Regions from separate parts of the Zea mays genome. Here region 2 is linked to region 1. A link is a contact called in public Hi-C data. All regions are on one chromosome and are shown on one strand. The core of a region is the stretch at or near the end of the contact, and the rest is flanking DNA. Distances in the headings are between cores, read along the strand shown. Region 1 holds the start of LOC103636219. Region 2 holds the start of LOC100285766 (IAA-amino acid hydrolase ILR1-like 4).

Region 1 (4,322 bases), core at 981-3,480:
AAAAATAAGTGAAGTGTTGGAATGTGTATATCGTATGTCTAAGGATCTTGTGAAGCCTAGTGATCCTGATTTCCTAACACCTCATCCAAAGTTGCTAAGCGATCGGTTTGCACCACATTTTAACAATTGTATAGGTACAATAGATGGTACCCACATTCCAGTAGTTGTACCATCATCAAAAGTTGCCCAACACGTGGGTCGACACGGTTATCCGACTCAAAATGTGTTAGCTATTTGTGATTTCGACATGAGATTCACTTTCGTTGTTGCGGGATGGCCCGGATCGGTGCATGATATGAGAGTATTTAATGATGCTTTGCACAAGTATCACACCATCTTTCCTCATCCTCCACCAGGTATGATTATTTGTACACATGTTTTATTTTGAATTAAAAACTATGTTTTTTAAATTTTATGTTGGAAATAAAATTGTAGGAAAATTTTACCTCGTTTACTCTGGATATCCAAACCAGAAGGGTTATCTAGCTCCATACAAAGGTGTGAAATACCATTTGCCAGAGTTTAGAGCGGGACCACGGGCAAGTGGGAGAAAAGAGGTATTCAACCAATTACACTCCTCTCTTCGTAATCATATCGAGCGTTCCTTCGGTGTTTTGAAGATGAAATGGAGAATTTTACTGGATTTACCAAGCTATCCAATGCTGAAGCAGTCAAAAATAATACATGCATGTATGACTCTACATAATTTCATTCGAGACAGCAAACTGGCCGACGAAGAGTTTGATCGGTGCGATCGAGATGAGAACTATATGCCAATTCCTCCAACACAAGATAGTACAAGTCAATTGGGAGATGATGAGGGAGAGGTCGACATGAATAATATTCGAGATCAAATTGCAAATGCATTGTTTGCTAGGAGAATGTAATTTTATTTATAGATACTTTCTTGTGCATAAATAAGATGTACGAAATGACATCTATTTTTCGTATCTTCAAAATATTTGTATGAATCGATAGAATGACATATACCTGCAAAAAAGAAATCAAATAAAAAACAAGGGCATTGTTGACTTTGTGTGTTAGATAACAATAATCTGCATTTGTATAATCCAGACTACCAAACAGCTATATACAGATTATAATCTAGACAGATTATAATCTGGATTATATGATCTAGATTATAATCTAGATTATATAATCTATAATCTGAAACAAACAGGCCCTAAGGATCTGTTTGTTTACCCACATGGATTATATAATCTGGATTATTTTTGGAGGATTATATAATCTGGATTATATAATCTGGATTATATAATCTGAGTAGTCCTGTTTGTTTACCCAGATTATTTGAGTTGTTAATAGGATTCTTTTGTATGAGTAAGACAAAAATGCCCTCTATATTTGTACTAGGTTGAAACTCATATGTGAAAAAAAATAATTCAATTGACATTGGCAAATATTGCATTAGCAATATTATCACGGAAGGCATTCATGTCACCTTCTTCATCCCAAATTGACTAGTACTAGGCGCAAAAACGATTCGGTGGATTATAATGACAATGGTGGGTAATTTCTAGAAAACTTGAAAGGGTAGTGGGGAAGTGGGAAAAAATAATCTGAAATAAGCACCTCCTCACTTGCTTATGGATTATCATAATCCAAGGAGTTAGATTATATAATCTGGACAAATAAGCTGGACTGTTTGTTTGACTCTTAGGATTATTTAATCCAGATTATATAATCTGTGGGGTAAACAAACAGGCCCTAAGTTTATTTGGTAAAGCGTTTATTTTACCAGCGTGTCGTCAACTGGCGTAACCATTATCCTTGCTCTTAGAGCAATGCCATGTGGCCCACTGGCCCTGCAGCTGAAACACAATCTACGTATTTGGGACCTTGGCTTCGGACGACAACTTTAAACAAAACCTCATTTGTAAGGAAGAAAGTTTAGTTTCCGCAAGTTACATTACCAGATTCTAAATTATATAAAGATTTCTAAAGAACAGCGAATCTCGAAGCCTATCGTGCCCCATGCGCATCTAGAGCCTTGTTGCAAACGCGGCCTGCACCCATTTTCTTGCTGATCAACAGACGTAAATATTTGAATCCACAAGCCCAAGTCCCACACGTCACATACACTTGGGAACGCAGAAAATGCCGAACACACGACACGCTTTTTCCCATCCACAGACTTAAAGCTATGGAGACAAAAATTCCCAACTCCCAACGTGAAAAATTACTACTAGTAGGTCAAAACAGAAGGTTTAGAACGCAGAAATTTTTATAGATGTCATACATGGTTTTACAAGAATCGATTTTGTTTTTACAGAAAATAGGACATTTTACCATGTAGCAAAGGGAGATTTATTACATGGCCGGCGTCAACGCAAACGCAATTTACGCAAATATGCAATCACGCAAGCCGTGTTTGCACCGAAGGGTCACGTCCCACAAGCCGAGCGCCTCGAACCCGTCGTCGAAGGCCACCGGTCAAGGTCAATCCACCACCATGCCAGCGGGCAGCGGCCCAACCGACAACGCGCAAGCGAAGCGGCGAGGAAGGCCGATCCTCCCGCTGCCCTGCATCGCCCGCACGGATTCCACCCCTTCCAACCAAAAAGCGATACAATTGCTTCCTTCGGCAAAAAGTCTCCTCCTGCTTCCTTCCCCCTGTTCTGTTCCCCTTGGCAGCAGGCGGCAGCGGCAGCCTGCGCCCTCCCGCGTGCGTGAGAGCCCGAATCTTTCCATATTCCAATCCACCGCCGCAGCGACAAAAGGGAGTCCCCCCTCCCCGCCTAGGTGGAGGTTGGCAGGTATTTGGTGTCGCGCCCGGTTTGGATTTGGCTGGATTCGAATCAGGCCGGAAGACACAGGTCCGTGCCGCGCGGCGGGGGCGGAGATGCACAAGAGCAAGGGGAAATTCTCCGGCGTCCTGCACAAGGGCTTCAAGCCTGACAAGTGGTCTGTGGAGATCGATTTCTGTTGCTCCCGGCTGGATGCCGAAGGATGGGGTAACCTACCTAACGTCTGCTTTATTTTTTTTTCTTCCTACGATGGTTTCCCAGCAAGACGTCGCTGCGGATGGCGGTGGCCCGGATCAAGCTGCTGCGGAATCGCAAGGAGGTGCAGGTACGCCAGATGCGTCGCGAGGTCGCGCAGCTGCTCGAGGCCAACCAGGACATGACCGCGCGCATCAGGGTACGTGCCTTCCCCGCCACCTGGTTACCTCCCTAATGGTTCATCTCGTTCGCCATTTCACCCTGCCCATTGGTCCGAATTTGACTCGATGCGCCTCCCAGGCTTCCATTCGTGGTAGCACAGTTGACCTTGTGGTTGTAGAGTTCGATAACGCGTCGCGTGGACTTGGCTTCTGAAGCTGGAGCATTCTGGCCTCAAGCTGAGTACAACTTAGTTGCCCGTTGCAGCCTAGGTGTTTGTTTATATGCGTGCTAATGGACAGAATGTCTGCAATTCGGGGTGGATGTGCATGCTCTGCCTAGGTAGGCCGTGGTTTATGATTGTTGGACATGTAGCCATCTTGCTAACCGTGGACTGCAATGATTTTTGATAATTGGGACTTGTTTGATAATATTTTAGTGGTGGTTATTCCGCGTCATGTGCCTTCCCTGTGCACGCCAGCACATACACTGTAGCCTGAGTTTGTCCACTGGTGGTTATTGTGCGGAAGAGAGTTTGTTCTTCTGAATATCTGGTTTTCTGTATTGCTTTGTTCAACGCTGATGTTCCATTGGGCATTGGATTCTCGCAGATATAAGTGTCAAAGTGTGTGATTTTCTTTCCTGGTTTATGTAGAACCAATGCAGCTGATTATACTTGTTCCATATTTACTCTTGCATGCCTGTCTCTGCAAACGTATGTGCAGAAGTATTTAATGCTGTACACAACTTTCTTCTGGTACTGCTGTCCTGGTAGGTAAACTCTGTTAGGCTCCAACTTACAAGCCATATAACATGACTAGGTCGTTTTAGTTCAGATGAAATGTGCACAAACAACCGTTGTAACATGTCTTAATAGTACTATGTCAGCACAGAGCTCATTATTTCTTACCGACTCTGTTTTATTTCTCCCACAGGTTGAACATGTCATAAGGGAAGAAAAGTTCATGCAAGCATATGACTTGATTGAAGTATACTGTGAACTTATAGTAGCACGTCTGTCCATTATTGACTCACAGAAGTAAGGCAACCTTTTCTTTCTATTATGCAAACTTATATTTGTTGTTCCATGATTTTAGTTGTATAGTTTTTTTTTATTGATCTGAGGTTATAGAAGCAGCGGCGGAGCACAGCCAACAAATGAGGTATGGCAGTCGCGGGGGTGCCATGTGCGCCGCACGTTGA
Region 2 (4,322 bases), core at 853-3,352, 190 kb after region 1:
GTTCAGTTACTGACCCATACTCGTGTGAAAACTAATTAAGCTACTTAAACTCTAAGAACACTTCATCTAGACGCCGTAGTTCAACTTCAGTGGAACTATGTCTTCACGCACGAGAGCTTTGGTGATGACAGTGACACGCTTGGAAACGTCCTAGATATAAATGTGGATTCAGGTGGAACCAGGAACTTGAAACGTTATAGCTTTTGATAATCTGTGGTAGTAGCAACTAGTCATATTGATTCTTATTTGTAGATTAATGGACGAATAATTAGTCTGTCTATTTAGATTTTTGTGGATTAAAATTTAGTCAATTACTACCTCCAACTGCTACATATGTTCTTGAATATTTGTCGTTCGATTAGTTTATTTTTGAAATAAACCACGATAAATAGAAAAGAACATAGAGAATACTTGTTTATTACAAGTTTTGTGGCCAAACAATCACTGCAACCGAGGAGACAAAGCAAATCCAGGCGCTAAATTACCTTCTACTAGTTTTATATTTAACAAAAAGCTAAGACACTGCAAAGAAAGATATCGAGGGACTTTGCTATAAGGTTCATTGTCACTTTAAGGGTTTGTTCAGTTAGAAATGAATTGAAGAAGATTGAAGATGATTAAATCCCTTGCTAGTTAAAAACGAATGGAAGGAGATTTAATCTTCTCCAATCCATACGTAACTGAACAAAGTCTAAAGGTGAGCACAGAGATCTCAAGCATCAAGCAGGAAAATGACTTCGCAACAAACCAAAGCACATACCAGCGCTAACCACTAACTGAGATGAAACCTGCACACACAATTTGCAACAAATATGCAAGCGCGCTTTGTGCGACGACAATGAAGGGAGGGAAGGAAGAAGGCGAGCGAGGTTCTAAGCTGCGACCAACCTGCAGGTCGTGGCGGCGCTCATGGAGGATCCTGGCGGCGCCGAGCAGCATCGCGGTGTGGGCGTCGTGGCCGCAGGCGTGCATCTTCCGGGTCTCCTTGCTCTTGTGGTCCCACTCCACTTCCTCCTGATCCACAGAAATTGAAAACAGGTTGATTTGGAGTTGGAGGCCATGGAAAGTAAAGTCTGATCAGTGAGAGTACTGTATGATATCTGCAACATCGATCGGAGCGAAAGCAAGCAGCTCATCGAGGAGTTCGGAGTCAACTTGATGTGCGTGGTTACCACATGTACTGGCTGCTACGAGTCAAGGTGCTAGCCAGCTTGACTTTGCACTTTACACGACGGAGAACACTTCGACCCGTACGCATGGCTCCTGCTAATAGTGCAAGGTTTTTTATTTATTATTATTTCTATAACGCCAGTGTCATTCCTCGCTTTTCCAATGACACTAGATAGGCGCCTTAATCTATCGTCCAATTTGCTGCGGAAAGGCTAATTCAATCTGTGGGAATGGGATGGGCCGGGACGAAGACGAAAACGAAGACGAACCCTCGGCTGCCCATCCCCGAATCGAATTTTCGAGAACGTCGAAAGAGCGTACGGGAGCGCGGCACTGCTCGTCGTACCTGCAGCGGGAGCGCGTCCATGTCGGCGCGCAGCGCGACGAACGGCGGACCCCCGGTGCCGACGGCCGCGACGACGCCCGTCCCGGCGACCGGGTGCCTGTACGCGACGCCCATGGCGTCGAGCTCCCTCCGGACCAGCGCGCTCGTCTCGTGCTCCTCGAACGCCAGCTCGGGCCGCTCGTGGATGGCCCGCCGGACGCCGGCCATCCACGCCGCGAACTCATCGCGCTGCGCCCGGCGCAGCACGTCGTCGCTGCCCGCGCCCGCGGAGGCCCCGAGCCACGCGGCGACGAGGGCGAGCAGGGCGAGGGTGGCTGCGCGCGCTGGCCTCGGCGCGGGCGCGGCCATCGGCGACGGACAAGAGGCCGGACGGGCACTGGGGGAGGGGGCGGGATTGTGGCGGGGGTGGCGTCCGCGCCGCGCGCAACGTCTGCGCTGCGTCGTCTGTGTATATGGTCCTGTTCGTTGCGCTGCCTTCGATCCGTTCCTTGTCTCCGGGCCGTGGCATCATCGTCGGCGCACGTGACCAACGTGCCCTGGGCTGGGCAGCGCCCCCGCCGCGCTGGATTTCAGACCACGTGCTGCTGAGGAAAGTAAAGGCGGAGGCCGATACGGCCGTCGCGTCGTGAGACTGAGACGTCGCCCGTCGGTATGGCCAGACAGGCCAGTCGTTGCGGCCTGGCGAGGGAACCTGGCCACGGCCTCACCGATCACGACTCACGAGTCGTACACCGGCCGACACCATGGCGCCGCTAGTTTTTGTGTTTTATGGCTCATCGATCATCCGACACTGCTCTAGTAGTTCTGAGTGGGACTTGTCACTTGTGCACTATAGGTGGAAAAGAGCCGAACCGTTGGACTTGGCTCGACTTAGGTCTTATTAGTTTGTGTCGGATTGCACTAGTACACAGAAGCTCTATAGTGGCGGTTCTAAACATATTTACACTGGCGTTTTTCAGTACCGCCAGTGCTAGGGGTCAGTGGAAATCAGCATTTCCACTGACGGTTATTTTGGAACCGCCAGTGAAAAGTGCATTTTCACTGGCGGTTTTCTTAACGAACCGCCAGTGAAAAGTGCATTTCCACTGGCGGCTGAATAAAGAAAACCGCCAGTGGAAATGCATTTCCACTGGCGGTTTTATAAAGCAAACCGCCAGTGGAAATGCACTTTTCACTGGCGGTTTTCTTTATAAAACCGCCAGTGGAAGTTTTCCCGCCTTTTTTCAAAATTTCAAACAATACTGAATTATATATATATTTATTTACACACACAAACATATATATATATATATCTATATTGATATTGAAAGCAACATGAAATTAAATTTTATCATACATTTATATACATCAATAAGTATTCTGTTTACAACCATATATGCTTCATGCATTATATACATCATAAGTTTTCACCTAAGCTCTAATAACTATCTCGGCTAAGAGATAATCTACTAATTTCTGTTAGTATTCTGAACTCTGGCAAAGCTAATGTCCCGGAAGCATCGTGATATTTTCCTTCTGCGGGAATGACCTCTTTCAATATGAATGTGCAGAGGTCCTCGACTATGCCATACAATGCAGCTTCGGTCAAGTTCTCCGGGTTTCCTCGTTGAAATTGCTGTAAAGGAATTTTATAAACATCATCTATTTATACTCAATAATAACACATTTGCATCTTTAATGACATAAATACATACTTAACTATTACTAATAATACCTTGTCAGGGTTCGTGATGTATCGTCCGTTCACTCTCATGAACTCGCACGCATAGAATCCACATAGGACCGATCCTTGTGGTTGCTTGTGGCACTACATAACGGGAGATTGGTTATTTAGTTGCAACATTGTGTATGATATGTATTCATAAAATCACATACTTACCGGCCAGTGATGATGGATGTCTAGTGGCACGAGTTTTTTCGACAGGTCGTACTTTCCACCTCTCATCTTATAGAATCTATAAGCACTGTGATCTCAAATAGAATCACCATGTTATTCTCAAATTTTAATCGATAAAAGTATGCATGCATAGAAAAGGCTTACAGCTCTAAGATGCTGAGGAATGTTGCATATGTCGAAGGGTCGAAGTTCAAGGAGTCGAGCACCAGCACCTTTCCAACCTTAGGATAAATGAGGAAGCATATCCAGTGGTCCCTGTACGAATCAAATTTGTGATGCATGTGTATTGAAATTATTAATTTTATTTATGCAAAATCACACTTACTTAAAGTTGTACGGGGCCATTATGGCTTCCCTGTCTTGAAATTGAAGCATTGCATGTCCTATGTATGTGGCGTATCGAGCTTCAAAATCCTTCATATCCTTTATACGCTTCTCAACTTCTTCGTCCGTCTTTCCCCGTATTTCATCGTTGTCTTTCCCGATTCTAAAAGTGTGGCTTTCCTCGGATATAAGTATTGGGTTGAGATACCCAACCCTTTTACTGGCACTAGCATTGGGCTTGGTACCGTAAAGAATCTCCTGCTGATCATGTTGCATTCTGCAAGTCACATGTGCATGTCAGATATTGAAATTTTATACAGCTCACTAATAATAACACACATATGTGGAAGTATGAGCGACACTTACAATGCAAACATCGTTACAAGTTGCACGTCGAGTCTCTGAAGGTTCATCATTAACCACATGTCCTCGAATGTAACAACGGCCTTTTGGTTCGAACCAATAAAAGCATGGTCTGGTATATGCACACTGATGGTGTCGATGCCAACCGATGATGCCCGCATGTACCAGTCATGCAACCTTTTAACACCAGCCGGGACCTTTCTTAGTTTGTCAAGAGGTAGC

What was found. A called contact is a pair of places that touch in the nucleus more often than the background predicts.
Region 2: a Hi-C map of leaf shows a contact between it and region 1, with 4 times the contacts expected there. The contact joins the promoter of LOC100285766 here to the promoter of LOC103636219 in region 1. A contact is called at or near these places in 2 of 25 Hi-C or Micro-C datasets (endosperm and leaf).

Annotation. Positions count from the first base shown.
Region 1 is chr8:157,875,748-157,880,069 of Zm-B73-REFERENCE-NAM-5.0, forward strand. LOC103636219 reads left to right here and starts at 2,231. Exons shown (of 7, transcript XM_008658574.4): 1 at 2,231-2,922; 2 at 3,027-3,159; 3 at 4,055-4,158. The coding sequence starts at 2,333.
Region 2 is chr8:158,061,651-158,065,972 of Zm-B73-REFERENCE-NAM-5.0, forward strand. It overlaps LOC100285766 (IAA-amino acid hydrolase ILR1-like 4), which reads right to left and starts at 2,103. Exons shown (of 3, transcript NM_001413757.1): 1 at 1,517-2,103; 2 at 889-1,014. The coding sequence starts at 1,864.